Linked DNA regions of Podarcis muralis: region 2 is linked to region 1. The links are chromatin contacts, called in public Hi-C maps. All regions are on one chromosome and are shown on one strand. The core of a region is the stretch at or near the end of the contact, and the rest is flanking DNA. Distances in the headings are between cores, read along the strand shown. Region 1 holds the start of ZXDC (ZXD family zinc finger C). Region 2 holds the start of CHCHD4 (coiled-coil-helix-coiled-coil-helix domain containing 4).

The links. A called contact is a pair of places that touch in the nucleus more often than the background predicts.
Region 2: a contact with region 1 is called in a Hi-C map of blood, with 5 times the contacts expected there. The contact joins the promoter of CHCHD4 here to the promoter of ZXDC in region 1. A contact is called at or near these places in 2 of 3 Hi-C or Micro-C datasets (blood and tail).

Annotation. Positions count from the first base shown.
Region 1 is chr2:86,446,469-86,453,173 of rPodMur119.hap1.1, reverse strand. ZXDC (ZXD family zinc finger C) reads left to right here and starts at 4,047. Exons shown (of 9, transcript XM_028719231.2): 1 at 4,047-6,705. The coding sequence starts at 5,908. It overlaps UROC1 (urocanate hydratase 1), which reads left to right. Exons shown (of 20, transcript XM_028719235.2): 20 at 734-1,004. The coding sequence ends at 874.
Region 2 is chr2:86,576,457-86,583,940 of rPodMur119.hap1.1, reverse strand. It overlaps CHCHD4 (coiled-coil-helix-coiled-coil-helix domain containing 4), which reads left to right and starts at 4,285. Exons shown (of 3, transcript XM_028719239.2): 1 at 4,285-4,453. The coding sequence starts at 4,432. TMEM43 (transmembrane protein 43) reads right to left here and starts at 3,983. Exons shown (of 12, transcript XM_028719237.2): 1 at 3,644-3,983; 2 at 869-1,018. The coding sequence starts at 3,655.

The DNA.
Region 1 (6,705 bases), core at 2,798-5,297:
AAGCCTCGTTTATCAGAGGCAGATGATAAAAGCAGCAGCCTGTAAACAAAGCTTGAACTGATGCGATAACTGCAGGATTCCTCCAGGCGCTTTCCTCAAATTTGAACACTTCAAATCTGATTTTCAGACCCTCAAAGCACAGTGTTTTCCTAGCCTCTTTAAATGTGGGGAAGGCTTTATCACTGTTCCCAGTCAGTTTTAGGAGTGCTTAGCTCCGTGTAACACCTCCCCATATAACGAGCAGCGATTGCTCAAGAAATGCCTGTATCTAAAATGGAACATATTACAGATCACCTTAGTATTTCCATTACCTCAGAGGGAACCTTGTGAAGCGCCCTGTTGATACTGTGACTGCCTGTGGTTAGTGCTGGCCAATAATCTTGTAACTGGAACTAAAACATACCAGGTTTACTTTAAGGGGGGGGGGACGACAGCCATGGGCAGGCATAGGCAAACTTGGCCCTCCAGATGTTTGTGGCGTACAACTCCCATGATCCCTAGCTAACAGGACCAGTGGTCAGGGATGATGGGAATAGTAGTCCCAAAACATCTAGAGGGCCGAGTTTGCCTATGCCTGGCCAAGGGGGTGAAGGAGCTAGATACTGTACTGAGAAATCAAATGTGTTAAAAATGAGAACCATTTGATTAGAAGTGTTCTCCTACGATTGACATAGCTGAGAGAAATGACTCTTTTCTTAATATATACCCATTTATTTTTGTTCCCTATGGACAGGTCGCTAGACGCTGTTGGTCCGGCAACAACAATGCATATGAAACCATCTGCCAAGCCATGCAGAAAGACAAGAAGCTGAAGGTGACTCTTCCACATAAGGTGGTGGATGATAACATCCTGGAACAAGCCTTGAGTTGCTAACCTTATACTAAAATTTTTACTCTGCCTTTTTTAAACAACAACAACAGGCTTTGAACAATGCCCTTCTGGTCTTCAACAAGCCTTAGTTAAGTTGGCATAATAAACACGCCTTTGAGTTTGTCTTCCAGGACAGTGGACCCTTTTTATTTTCATTTTTTGGAAACTCCAACCTACTTAACATTCAACAGTATTTCCATCGCATCACAGTGAATGTTTCCCAACCAAAGAATCTATCCAGCATGAGTTGTATTGTCAACATCTATGGTTGTTTGTCAGTCTAGAAATCCAAGCACAAGAAATAAGGACACACATGTTCCATTTCTAATGCTCTTTTAAGCAACCCATTTTTCATGTTTGTAGTCAAAATCCAGCATTGTTATTATGAGAATATTTATGCCTATGTGTCAGCACTTCAACTGCTCAGGAGGGTCTGACACAGGCCCCCATTGGAAATCCATTTATTTGTTGATTTGGATACCCGATTCCTTAGCTAAATTATATACACAACAAGGGTGAAGCATTCACTTAATTGTTTGCCTGGATGATTTGCCAACCAAGCACTATGGATGGATGGATCAGAGTTGTCCCACAACCCATTCTTCACTCACCTCCCCTGAATTCTACTGTTTGTCCATCCCCTTTCTTATATCTCTATCTATCTATCTATCTATCTATCTATCTATCTATCTATCTGGGATGTGAGAACTCACCATCACCACCACATTGCATTCCTTGTCATCCTGTCTCATAGCATCATTCATCTCCTCTGCAACATCATCTCCAGCCATAAAAAAAGAAAGAACATGCCACCATTTTGCACCACAGTTTGCAAATGGCCTACAGAAGAGTTGGTGCCTTTTGGTGCTGCACAATGCCACAGTTTTGATGGGGTTGTGGCTGCGAGCTGGAATGGAGGCAGGAATGGGCCTCGGCTGCTGGTGGTCGAGATCTTTTCAGGCTGACAGAGCTGCAGTGATGAATCACACTCGGTGCTGATATATCCAATGTGAAAATTGCTCACAGTTGTATCTCTTAGGTCACAAAAGCTACTTCTCCGTTCAGAACATTCCTGACTAGATGCCAGATCACACACACACACACACAGTGATATATTATCTTCATGTGCTTTTGATTTTGGAATTTGCCAATAAATTTTAAAGCTCCCGGTTCTATTGGAGTTTACCCACACCCAGTTTGCATGCAGACAATGCCAAATATTTCAACATCTCACTTAAAAGTTTTTGGCCATAGATTGTAAAGCCAGATATTTAGCTTCATCAGTGACATCAGAGAAGGGAGGGCTCCTTCCTTGTTGGATTATTATTATTATTATTACTATTATTATGTTAGTCGAACCCCAAGATCCAGTAACCAGAGCCTGGTACAACAGACAAACAGTCAGAATTAAAGAACAGCATGCCTCTGAGCACATTCTGAGCCTAGGAATCTGTTTTCAGTACAAGAACTGATCAGTACAAGAACCAGATTAGCTTTCTTCGTTTCCGCAACCTAGGTGAGGAAAGACACTTTTCTGTTGCTATTTCAATGTGCTAATAATGAGATGTAAATAATCACCCCCCCAAAGAGTAATGTAATTATTAATTGTTAATCTAGAATAGTTAACCATCAACAACAACAGTTTAACTAAATAGCTCAAACTGCTTTTCATAAAGTACCGTATTTTTCGCCCCATAGGGCATACCGGCCCATAAGGCGCACCTAGGGTTTTTTTGGGGGGGGGGGAATAAAGAAAAAAATGTCGTCGTCCCCCCCCAGGCACGAGGCTGGGGTGGGGGAAGCCCGAGCTTCCAGTTTGACCAGACTGCAGGACAGCAGGAAGACTGTAGTGCCTGGAACAGGTGAGGCTGCAGGTCCCTTATTTTGGCTGCTGGTCCCTTATTTTCAAATCTGTAAGTTGACAGCTATGGGTAGAAGAGGCTGAACTAGATGACTTTTGGTTCCTTCATAACTGCGATTCATTGCAAGGTTTTTTCCTCCTTTCATGGTTTTGTGCCAGTGGAATGCAGTTCAATTTAAGCTGTCAATGAATCGTATCTCACTGAATAGCCTAAGCGAGCTCTACAATAGAGACTTAAGGACACTCTGTTCCCAATAATGGGTTGTTGCTTTTTAAAAAGACGCTTATAAAGATTTTATATAAATATAAAGACAATATTTTGACAAGACATAATAGAGTAAACATGTTTGTGGCCAATATATATTCATTATAAAGGCAGATAAATTAATGAGCAGAAATGGGGTTGTGTACATATGTTGATACTGCAAATTGTTTCTTCACAAACTAAAATATCAAACCAAGATCATATGGTGGCATGGTTTGTTACGACATCCGAATCAGGCCTTTAAGTCTCTTAATTTAACAAATTACAGCACTGAATACAATGACAGATGATCCATTGTGACAAGGCCAGATTAATGTTTGAGTTTACCATGTTATAATATGCAGGTCCATCATGAAGCATATGGAATTCCAACAGAAAATGCTCAGCATCACTTAGCTTTTCCTCATGGCGGTTTTAGATACTTGTTATGCTTAGCAGTTGCTTGGATTAGCAAAGTTGTGGCTAGGAACGTGCAAATGTGTCAGTTATGGTTTCTCATTTTTCCAGTCTTAATTTCAGTTCTCCACATTCCCACATCAGTTTGCAGATTTTCTTTTAAGAGTCTTCATGAATATTATTCAGCATTATAGGGCAAATTTGCAAGCAATTTTCACCAGTGAATATTTGGGTACTATGTCCACTAATATATATCTGAGGTCCTTCTTTGTGTGCCCTCTCCATGGGAGGTGCAGAGGCTGGCAACACAAGATTGGGCCTTTTCAGTGGTGGCTCCCTGCGTGTGGAATGCTTCCCTCAGGGAGGCATGTGTAGTTCCACCTTCATCTGTTTTTAGGTGCTAAAGGTTTATCTTTACCTGGGCTTCTGGCCCTTAATTTGAAGGGTGGCACTTTCTTAGTGGAGTGGGATCTGTAAGATCTGCCTTTTATCTATATAGCTGTGTTTTCAGATTTTTATTGGATGCTTTTAGCTGGCTTCCAGGTTGCTTTGGGACACTTTTTGAAAAAAGTGACTAACAAATGATAGACAGATGAATTTTTTGAACCCTATACCTAGTATATGAATTTTTGTACTCATTAATTCATTGCAGAATTCAGAAATGTTTGAATCTTGAAGGATGGCTGAGTGTTCGGTTCACACACCATTTCAGGAAGTGCCAATTTAGCAGAGAAACCTTTAAATGTGAACTGAATTGAATTTCTCTCCACTGCCCTGGTGCAGGGGAAAGGGACTTGATTGTGCCACACTCATAGTGTAGCAGGTGTATGAAATACCCTAGCAATACAGAAAAAGGGCAGTTTCAGAAAGCTTTAGAAATAATGCAGTTGGCTAAGCATGAGGAGATTGTCCATTTCATAACAACAAAGATGTGTTGTGATTTTTTTTTTAAAAAAAAGTTCAAAAAATCACAATGGGTGTGTCAAAAGTTAGGACCAGCATGCAAATTTTTCCCAAGGTGGTATAGCACCACCTGCTGCTTAAATGATATTGTAGCAATTCCAGTTGTGGATATTTTGGGTGCAGTATTTTTGATTTTTGGAGAGTAGTAATTTGAAGAGAGAGGAAGGAGGCTTTTAAAGGGTGCTCCCCACTTACACGATTTTCACTGTGTGTAGGGTGCCTGAACCCGTGTAAAGTGGGGAGTCATCTGTACATAGTGGGAATACATCACGTTTCTTTACAACTTATGTATTGTATTGTTATGAGTTGTTGGGGATAGGCTGTATGCTTCAGCCCCCTTCTAATTCCTGGATACAGATGGATTCAATTCATTGAATAGCTAGACTAGCTTCCTGGGGAGCTAAAGACCCTCTAAGTGTTGGCCATTAAGGTAACAAAGGAAGTAGCTCTGTGCCAGAAAACAAATGGGTGAGCCCCCCTCCCTCAGCTCGCTGGTAGTTCACAAGATAAAGGCCAGAGTGGAGAGTTGAGTTATGTGAGCTAGAAGCTGGTAAGCTGGGGGACAGAGCTATGCCTTATTTCTGCTTGAATCCAAGGCTGTGGCTATGGGAGAAGCAAGAGTCTCTTGGAGTGCTAATGCTGTGAACCTCTCCATCCCAGGCTCAGGTTGTATATATGTGTAAATAAACCAAATATCCTAAAGACATCACAATCTTGGCAGGCCCTCACTGCAAGGAAACCTGAACCCCGGGGTATGTGCCTTGAACCCCTGGGATTTTGCACTGCTTGGAGATTGCGGTGGCGGGTAACAGTATCTTTAGTTGCTTTTTGCACTGTTTTTTAAACCTGCTTTTGTTGCTTTCATTGGTATGATTTAAATCACCTTAAGGTGTATGTGAAAGGCAATTCCCAAATAAAGTAATAAATAAATGTAAACAAGAAAGATCCAATCTAGGTGTAAGCCTCTTTCAACAGAGGAGGCGGAAACCTTGTTATTTCTGACACTTAGGTTCGTCCTGCACATGAAAAGCAGGACGTGGATGGCTTTAAAAGAGGATTAGGCAACTTCATGGAGGAGAGGGGCTATCAATAGCTCCACGATGGCTATAGCCCTGCCTCCACAGTCGAAAGCAGCAATTTTCTGAATTCCAGTTGCTGGAAACCACAGGAGAGGGAAGACGGCTCTTGCGCGTCAACCCTGCTTGCAGGTTTCCCACGGGCATCCGATTGGCCACTGTGAGAGCAGGGTGTTAAGACGGGATGGGCCACTGGCCTGATCCAAGACGACTGCTCTAATTTTTGCATACCCTTTCCCCCGACTTCTCTCCAATTTCCCAATTCCGCTCCGCGAGGCGCACCTTCCTGCGCTATTGCACACTCCACATAGCAATCCCGTGTCCGGGTTTTCCACCCAGCCGCGTTAGCTCCGGATCCCCTCTCTGAGCTGTTGTCTCTCTCTCGCTGAGCGATCCGCATTCCGGGTTTCTCCGCCCGCCCCGCCGGCCCCGCCCCGCGGCTCCGGTTTCAGCCGCTGCTACAGGGACCCCCAAGATGGAAACGCAGGGGCTGCCTGCCGCGGTGGAGGCGGCCCGGCCCGAGCCCGGCACCCACCAACATGGCGGCAGCGGCGCCGCGGCCGTTGGAGAGGGGGCTTCTTCCTCAGGGCCCGCCCGCCGACCCCCGCAGCCGCGGGACTCTGGGGCGGGAGCGGCAGCGGGAGCCTGGGGCCTGGACGTGACATTTCCGGTGCTGCTGCTCCTGGAGGGCAAGAAGCCGCCGGAACCGCCTCAGCAGCAGCAACCGCCGCCGCCATTGCCGCCTCCTCCCCCTCTTCCTCCGCCGCCCGCCCCTCAGCAACCTCCGCAAGGGCCTTCCGCGAGCAGCGCCTTGGCCCTGCCGCCCGCGGGCCCCGGGCAGCCGCACGACAGCGACGCTCTGCTGCTGGTGCTCAACTTGGTGCGGGGCGGAGCCTCCGGAAGCCCCTCGCAGGAACCCGCCGCCACCACGACGACGCAGCAGCCGCCGCCTCCGCGAGAGGAGAAGCCCGGCGACGGCGGGGGGGAAGGTGCACTCGAGGCCGAGGCTTCCGGGCCCGTGGCTGAGGGGAGCGGACAGGCGGCGGCAGAGGACGACGACCCCGGCGCCGCCGGCTCCTCGTTCTCGGGCACGCTCACCATCAACAACCAAAGCCTGCTGGTGCGCTTCGAGAACGGGCTGCTCAGCCTCGGCGGGCCCGCGCAGCCGCCTCCACCTCCCGCGCCGCTCCTTCCTCCTCCTCAGGCGCTGCGCTCCTCCGGCGCTGCCGACGAGGCCTCGGCAGGAGGCCCGTCTCGGACTCCCGCGCCTTAT
Region 2 (7,484 bases), core at 3,036-5,535, 130 kb before region 1:
CAGAACCACCTAGGGACCCATTAGGTCCAGTCGTGACCGACTCTGGGGTTGCGGCGCTCATCTCGCTTTATTGGCCGAGGGAGCCAGCATACAGCTTCTGGGTCATGTGGCCAGCATGACTAAGCCGCTTCTGGCGAACCAGAGCAGTGCACGGTAATGCCGTTTACCTTCCCGCCGGAGCGGTACCTATTTATCTACTTGCACTTTGACATGCTTTCGAACTGCTAGGTGGGCAGGAGCTGGGACCGAACAATGGGAGCTCACCCCGTTGCGGGGATTCGAACCGCCGACCTTCTGATCGGCAAGTCCTAGGCTCTGTGGTTTAACCCACAGTGCCACCTGCGTCCCTGCAGAACCACCTACTCCCTCGTAATTCTGCCAGTAAAAGCAGTTAAGACATTTTGAAAAGGTCTGCGGGTGACATTCCAGATAATGGCATGTAAAGATTTTTGTTGTCGCTATTTCTGAGATGCAAAATTAATGCCAAAATTGCATTGTGAAGTTCTGGAGGCAAATACATTAGCACTTATCACAGCCGCACATATGCAAAATAATTAAGTTAGGGCTGTAAATTCTTCAGAGGAAGCTTGAGCTCGATCTTTAAAAGGTAACTTTACTGAGTGGGCTTAGAAAGGAGCCCAGGAAGAGAGCCATAGCTCGGTGGCACAGCATCTGTTTTTCCACCTAAAGGTCCCAGGTTCAATCCTCAGCATCTCAAGGCAGGGCTGGGAGAGATTCCTGCCTGAAGCCCTAGAGAACCATTGCCAGCCAGTCTATGAGTCTTACTGGGGAATCCCCAAAGGGCCTTAATATTTTATACCCCTGAGCTACTTGAAAAAATAATTCCATCCTCCCTGCCTTGACTTACCTCATTGGTAAAAAGAACGTAAAAAGAGAGGGCAAATGCGGCAAGTCCTATGAGCATCCCTCCAGAAGTTTCACTGAGGCGCTCCAGAAATCCAGGCTTGCGCTCACTTGTAATTTTAACATGTTCTTTCTTGCTACCGGTGTCAGAAAACTGTTATAAAAGAAAAAACAAAATCAAAAGAAATTAGTTCTGGGCAGAGTTCCTACCATGGCATGCTCAACACCCAAAAGAGAAATCAGCAGGTTGGCATCAGCCTCTTGACAATGTGTTCTCTACACAGACAGTTTACAAGCAATAGAGATTGTATTTTCATATAGTCCATTAGTGCCACGAAAATAGGTACTAAAAATAGCAAGGATGGTATTTTCCCAGGGGGGGGGGGGGGAATAGTCTGCTACAGCAATGGTGGTAGATACCGGTTTTTATTTGGCAAAAAAGTGATAAGTATAAGCTAAGAACCTACCTTGCAAGACAGCAATTCAGTTTCCACCCCACCCTACTGAATACATTATTAATGCTCACTTACAACTACCTGTGCACATTTCGAAAAGGAAATAGCCAAGGCTGCAGTTCTAAGACTACTGACATTGCAGTGCTATTCCAGTCCATAAACAGAGTGGTCACTTTCAGCTCTTTTTCAACTGGAAAAAGGATCAGAATTCTGCAACAGTGCATATGCAACCACCACCACTGAATGCAGGTAGCATTCAACACTTGGGCCTGTATGCATGAAGGAACACTTCAAGCAATCCTTCCCTTCATGGTTCTGGTGGTGGGGAAATACTTTGGTTTGGATTTTTTAAAGGTTAAGGGGGAATAAAGAAGCATGGAATGCTCAGTCTAAACATTCAACATCGTTCACAGACTCTACTTCTCAACATGTGCTAAGGCACAGGACTAAATAACGCTGTTTAAAAATAACACTATGAAGAGACACAGGAGGATTATCAATTGCCCACACTGAAACACATTTTAGGGTGTGTCTACTCAAAATATTTTCTACAGGTGCCCATAGCAACTGGCTTTCTGAGCCAAGCAGACACACACTTGCCTCCCAGGATGACATGCAAAGAAGCTGTGTGTGCACATGCTACTCCAGCTAACTTCTGCTTGTTTTAACCACAGGGCAGAAGTTAAAACAAGACCATGCTCAATCATTGCTTCTGAAGAACTGATATCAAAGCACAGCTGGTAGAAACAAAACAGAAATTCTTTAGAGAACTAAGTTCATAAGTGTTCAATGGGGCTTACTCCCAAGTAAGCATGTAGAAGACTGCAGCCTTCGTCTACCAGCTCATTTGTTCAGCTTTATAGTTTTGCCCAGGCGATGAAACTTACCTACCTACTCAAAGTATACTGACCTCCCTCTACCTCCTTCTGTCACTGTGCTGCTCCATCTGGTGCTTCTGGCAAGCAGACTAGTATAGTTCCCTCCAGCCAATACTTTCAGAAGAGACGCTACTAAGGTGGCAAACCTATTCACAGCTACCTGGGAGCAAGTCTCACTGAACACAGTGGGACTTACTTTTGCATAAACATTCATGGAACTGCACTGTGCATTTCACATGAGGTTTAGCCTGCAGGATTAATCTGTGGGTGCCAGCTAGCTTGGCTATGTATCCTTTTAGTAAGATTCAACAGTTTTGCCAGTCTTCCTTGATTAATTCCTGATGGGAGATCTTGGTGGTTGTTGAGGTTGTTGTTGTTTAATTAAATACTTGTTGACTGCAGCCTAGCACCCTTTAATCCAGGCATAGGGAAACTTGGCCCTCCATATGTTTTGAGACTACAATTCCCATCATCCCTGACCACTGGCAACTGGTCCTGTTAGCTAGGGATGATGGGAGTTGTAGTCCCAAAACATCTGGAGGGCCAAGTTTGCCTATGCCTGCTTTAATCATTTTAAACCCAATGGTGTTGTTTTAACTGCACAGGCATATGCAAGCAGAAGTAAGCCCTGTCAAATTTGCCCTGGTAAATGATAGAATGCTGTTAGTGTGGCTTCTCTCCTGCCTTTTGTGTCTATTTACTTAAAAACGTTGTTACTGTGGGGTGGAAAGTAGAAGCGAGTCCCCTTTAATCTGAGCATGTGTTGCAGCCAAGGTAAACTGTATGTGTGTACTTGTACGCACTGGAACCCAAAAAAGGTCCGTTTTCAAACTTGGTGAGTGACAACACCCTGAAACAATTCATAAGCAGACGCCCTTTTCCAAGGGAATAGCTGCGCTAGATGTTGGCAGCAAAGAGGATGCAGAATAAGTCACACAGCATCTTAAGGAATATGCTAGTTAACAACACCTAACGTCTCAGACTCAGAGGAATCGGTATTTCCGTAGCAATAGTAATATAAACCACGGAGGAGAAAGCGGTTCCTCTCCAAGCAGTATCTATTTAATTCTCCATTTTAAGTCCTGCAAGCAGCATCTATTTAACTTCTCCGCATCAGAAAAAAAATCCACCGCTGTTCGTTCCCGCGCTGACAAGCCAGCTGATCTCACGCCACCCGATCCTGTGCACATTTACTCGGAAGTAAGTCTCGCTGCGTTCAATGAAGCTTGCTGCCTCCCAAGCCAGAGTGCGTAGGATCGCAGCCCCGGGATGCCCGCAAGTTTTTGGTGTGTCTCAGCCCGTCTCTAAACCCGCGAGCGTAGAGATCTAGTTGAGATCCCTGCCTTGCAAAGAGAGGTTGGGCTACAGGAGCCTCGGGGTCCCTTCCAACCGAACAATTCCATGATTCCTAGGGCCACCTTTAAGGAAAGGGAGACACACACTTACATTTCGAGACATCTTGAGTTTGCGAGTCTCTAAACTCCGCCGTAAGATCCTTAACACTGGAAGGAAAGAACGGAATGCAAATCCTCAGGAATCCCCACCCAGGCAGGGGTTAAGCAGTCACTCCCACGAGGTGCCCCGCCTCTCCGCTGCCGAGCAGGACGCTCGAGGCTGTCGCGCGTGCGCACTCCCTCCAACGAGCCTTCGCGGGCATGTCAGGGAACAGAGAGCGGCCGTGGAGCATGCTGGGAAATGTAGTCGTTTAACGGGACAGGGGCGGCCACGCGTATTTATTTATTCTCTCCCCCTCCCCCGCTGGGACTATCATTGAACTTCCAAGCGTTAAGTAATAATAAAAAGGGGGCGGTGGTCATTTATCACACAGGCCGACGAAGCATGTTTTGTGGAGAAAAGGAGGATTTACGCGCACAGCACGCTGGGACATGTAGTACTTCAGGGATAAGCCGACCACGCCGAGCTCTTCTCCTCCCGTTAGTTATGCCTTTGAGGCCCCGCTAGAGAGAACGCGGGAGGGAAGGCTCCGCCCCTGCCCGGCTCCCCTTGCGCGCCTCAGAAAAAACCCAGCGCTCAGGCGGACTCCTGGTCTCCTCATCCTCCTCGGGGTCCTTCCGGCGCGGGTGAGAAGTCGCCGCGAGGGGGAAAGCGCGCGGTCCGCTGTGCCGCCGGCTCACGGTGGCGGTGCTGGCGGGGCCGACGGACGGACGGGTCGCTCGTTGGGCCATCCGGCGCCGCGGAAGGAGCAACGCGCTGCTCGCGAGCTCTCCCCAGCCATGTCCTACTGCAGGCAAGAAGGTACTGGGGGCGAGAGAGAGAGAGCGAGCAAGCATTGCTCCCCGCCCCGCGTTTCCTTATGGGGGTCTCGTCCCCGGCTCCTTCTCCCGAGGCGCTTGGGAAGGAGCACGCTTTGGCCGCCCTCTTCTTCCCCTTCTCGGTTTTCTTTACCCTCGAAGCAGCCCTGCGAGCTGGACTGAGAGAGAGTGACCGTCCCCAAGGTCACGGGGTGGGAAGCCATGTGGCTGAGGAGGGATTTGAACCTTGCTCTTCCACATTTTAGCCACGGAGAGTGCGGGTGGGCAGGTTTTTTAAGAGGGCTCATCTCGTCTGGTGGTGGTAGTAATAATAATAATAATAATAATAATAATAATAATAATAATAATAATAATTTTAATGAATAATAATTATTATATTTTATTTATACACTGCCCAACTGGCTGGGTTTCCCCAACCACTCTGCTTGGCTTGCAGCACATATAAAAACATAGTAAAACTTCAGACATTTAAATACTTCCCTAAACAGGGCTGCCTCCAGGTGTCTTCTAAAAGTCAGATAGTACTTTTATTTCCTTGACACCTGATGGGAGGGTGTTCCACAGGGCGGGCGCCACTACCAAGAAGGCCCTCTGCCTGGTTCTCTGCAACTTGGCTTCTCGCAGTGAGGGAACTGCCAGAAGATCCTCAGAGGTAGACCTCAGGGTCCAGGCTGAACGATGGGGGTGGAGACACTCCTTCAGATATACCTATTAAATGTATCTGCAACTGAGTCAGGTGTTGGAAACGTGGTTTGTCAGGACACCTTCTTTTCCAAGGGCTTTTGGGTATTTGCAAAGTTTGCTGGTCACGAAACATCCCAGGGACTGAACTCTGTTGTTTTGAATGTAACGTTGCTGCCTTTATTGTTAGTTCACCAAAGCCCAGCACTGTCTGCTTCGACTTGGCAGCATCTCTGTCCTGCAGGGATGGGGAACCTGTGACCTTTATTATTATTATTATTATTATTATTATTATTATTATTATTATGTAGATTATTAGTAGACAAACACAACATTTGAACACAAGCTTATATTTATTTGTGAGCAAGGAACTTTGGTGTTAGGCCACAGCTATTTTATAAACAGTGGTACCTCGGGTTACATACTCTTCAGGTTACATACGCTTCAGGTTACAGACTCTGCTAACCCAGAAATAGTGCTTCAGGTTAAGAACTGTGCTTCAGGATGAGAAATTGTGCTCCAGAGGCGCGGCAGCAGCAGGAGGCCCCATTAGCTAAAGTGGTGCTTCAGGTTAAGAACAGTTTCAGGTTAAGTACGGACCTCTGGAACAAATTAATTACTTAACCTGAGGTACCACTGTACTGTAGTAGTATATAGTTTTTGATATTCATGGTAGGATGCTGTTCCTTTTACTGACAGTTAACAAAATGAGGCTTGCTCAGTCTTTCCCCCCACTCTCTTTCTCAGTTTTCCCTTCCTTCCCCCACAGAATAGAGTGAATGAAGTTATGACACTGTCTAGCAGTTGCTGTCCAGTTATGCAATGATAAATATGTTGTCATATTTATCATTACATAACTTTCAGAACTGTAAACCGCAGCATCTGCAATTTAATAGTTGAGTCTAATAAGGAGTTAGGTAAATAGTTAGGTAACTATGGTAGTAATAAAGTGGTACTAATTTTTAAGCGAAAGCAATGAGTTGTGATTTACGATTAAGCTAAAGTCACTTAAAGTCTTAAATCAATACTTCTAATTATGTTTGTGGGGGTCTGCTTTGTCTAATGCTGTGAGACTACTGCTGTGAGTTGGTGGCTGAAGGAAAGTTAGAAACTGAGGTATGAAAGCTAGGAGCTAAATGGCACCTTAAACCTAGGTTGTGGGCACAACAAGGGAATGTCTAGGTGCTCTTTTTTATAACAAGAATGCAAAGCTGAAAAGGAGCTGCAGCTAAAATATTATGTTCAGTTTTCACATGGTCTAGTCCTTCCCCTAATATTCTTATGAGGGTCTCCTCTCCAGTTTTCAGAGAGTAGCTGGAAGTGGGGAGGCAGAAAAAGGTCCTCTTTTCCTTCCACTCTGCAGTTTTAATCAAATCTTAGGTGCAATACTCTGCCCAGAGCTCAAAAAGTGCTATCACTAATGAAATTCCCTGTTGCAAAATGCGCCTAGAACAATGGGAGTTTCGAACACTGGCTGTGTATTTGAGACACATAGTAGTACAGTCATACCTCGGGATAAATACACTTCAGGTTGAGCACGTTCAGGTTGCGCTCCGCGCTGACCCAGAAGTAACGGAGCATGTTACTTCTCGGTTTCGCCACTCGCGCATGTGCGGATGGTCAAAATGACGTCATGCACGGAAGCGGCGAAATGCGACACGCGCAGACGCGCTATCACGTCTTAAGTTCTGTTCAGGATGCGAACGGGGCTCCAGAACGGATCCCGTTTGCATTCCGAGGTACCACTGTACATAGAATTATAGAATTGTAGGTTTGAAAAGGACCCCAGGAGTCATCTATTACACTAACCCTCTGCAAGGCAGGAATCTCAGCTAAAGCATCCATGACAGATGGCCATCCAACCTCTGCTTAAAAACCTCCAATGAAGGAAAGTCCACAGCTTCCTGAGGGAGTCCGTTCCACATCATTGTCAGATGCTGTCATGGCACTTGGTAGTTCAGGCAACTCCCCATTTGCATGGGGGCTGCGTTCTGGGTCATTGTGTGCTTGTGTGAAATCGCATATAATTGGAGCGCTCATTGAAAAAGCGTGCAAACACCCAGGCGTGCCCTCACCCTGTTCCTTTTTGTTACGTTTTTGGCTCACTTCCAGATTCAGCCTGATGCATGTGTGTGTGTTCATGCACATATCGGACACACCTAAAACGGCCACGCCTGTATTTCATTTCCATTATGTATAGATAGTGTGCTTTAGTTATATGAGAACTCACATTTGGAGAATGAGTTCACACTACCGTCGTACCTTGGTTTTCGAACAGCCTAGTTCTTGAATGTTTTGGCTCCCGAACAATCGAAACCTGGAAGTGAGTGTTC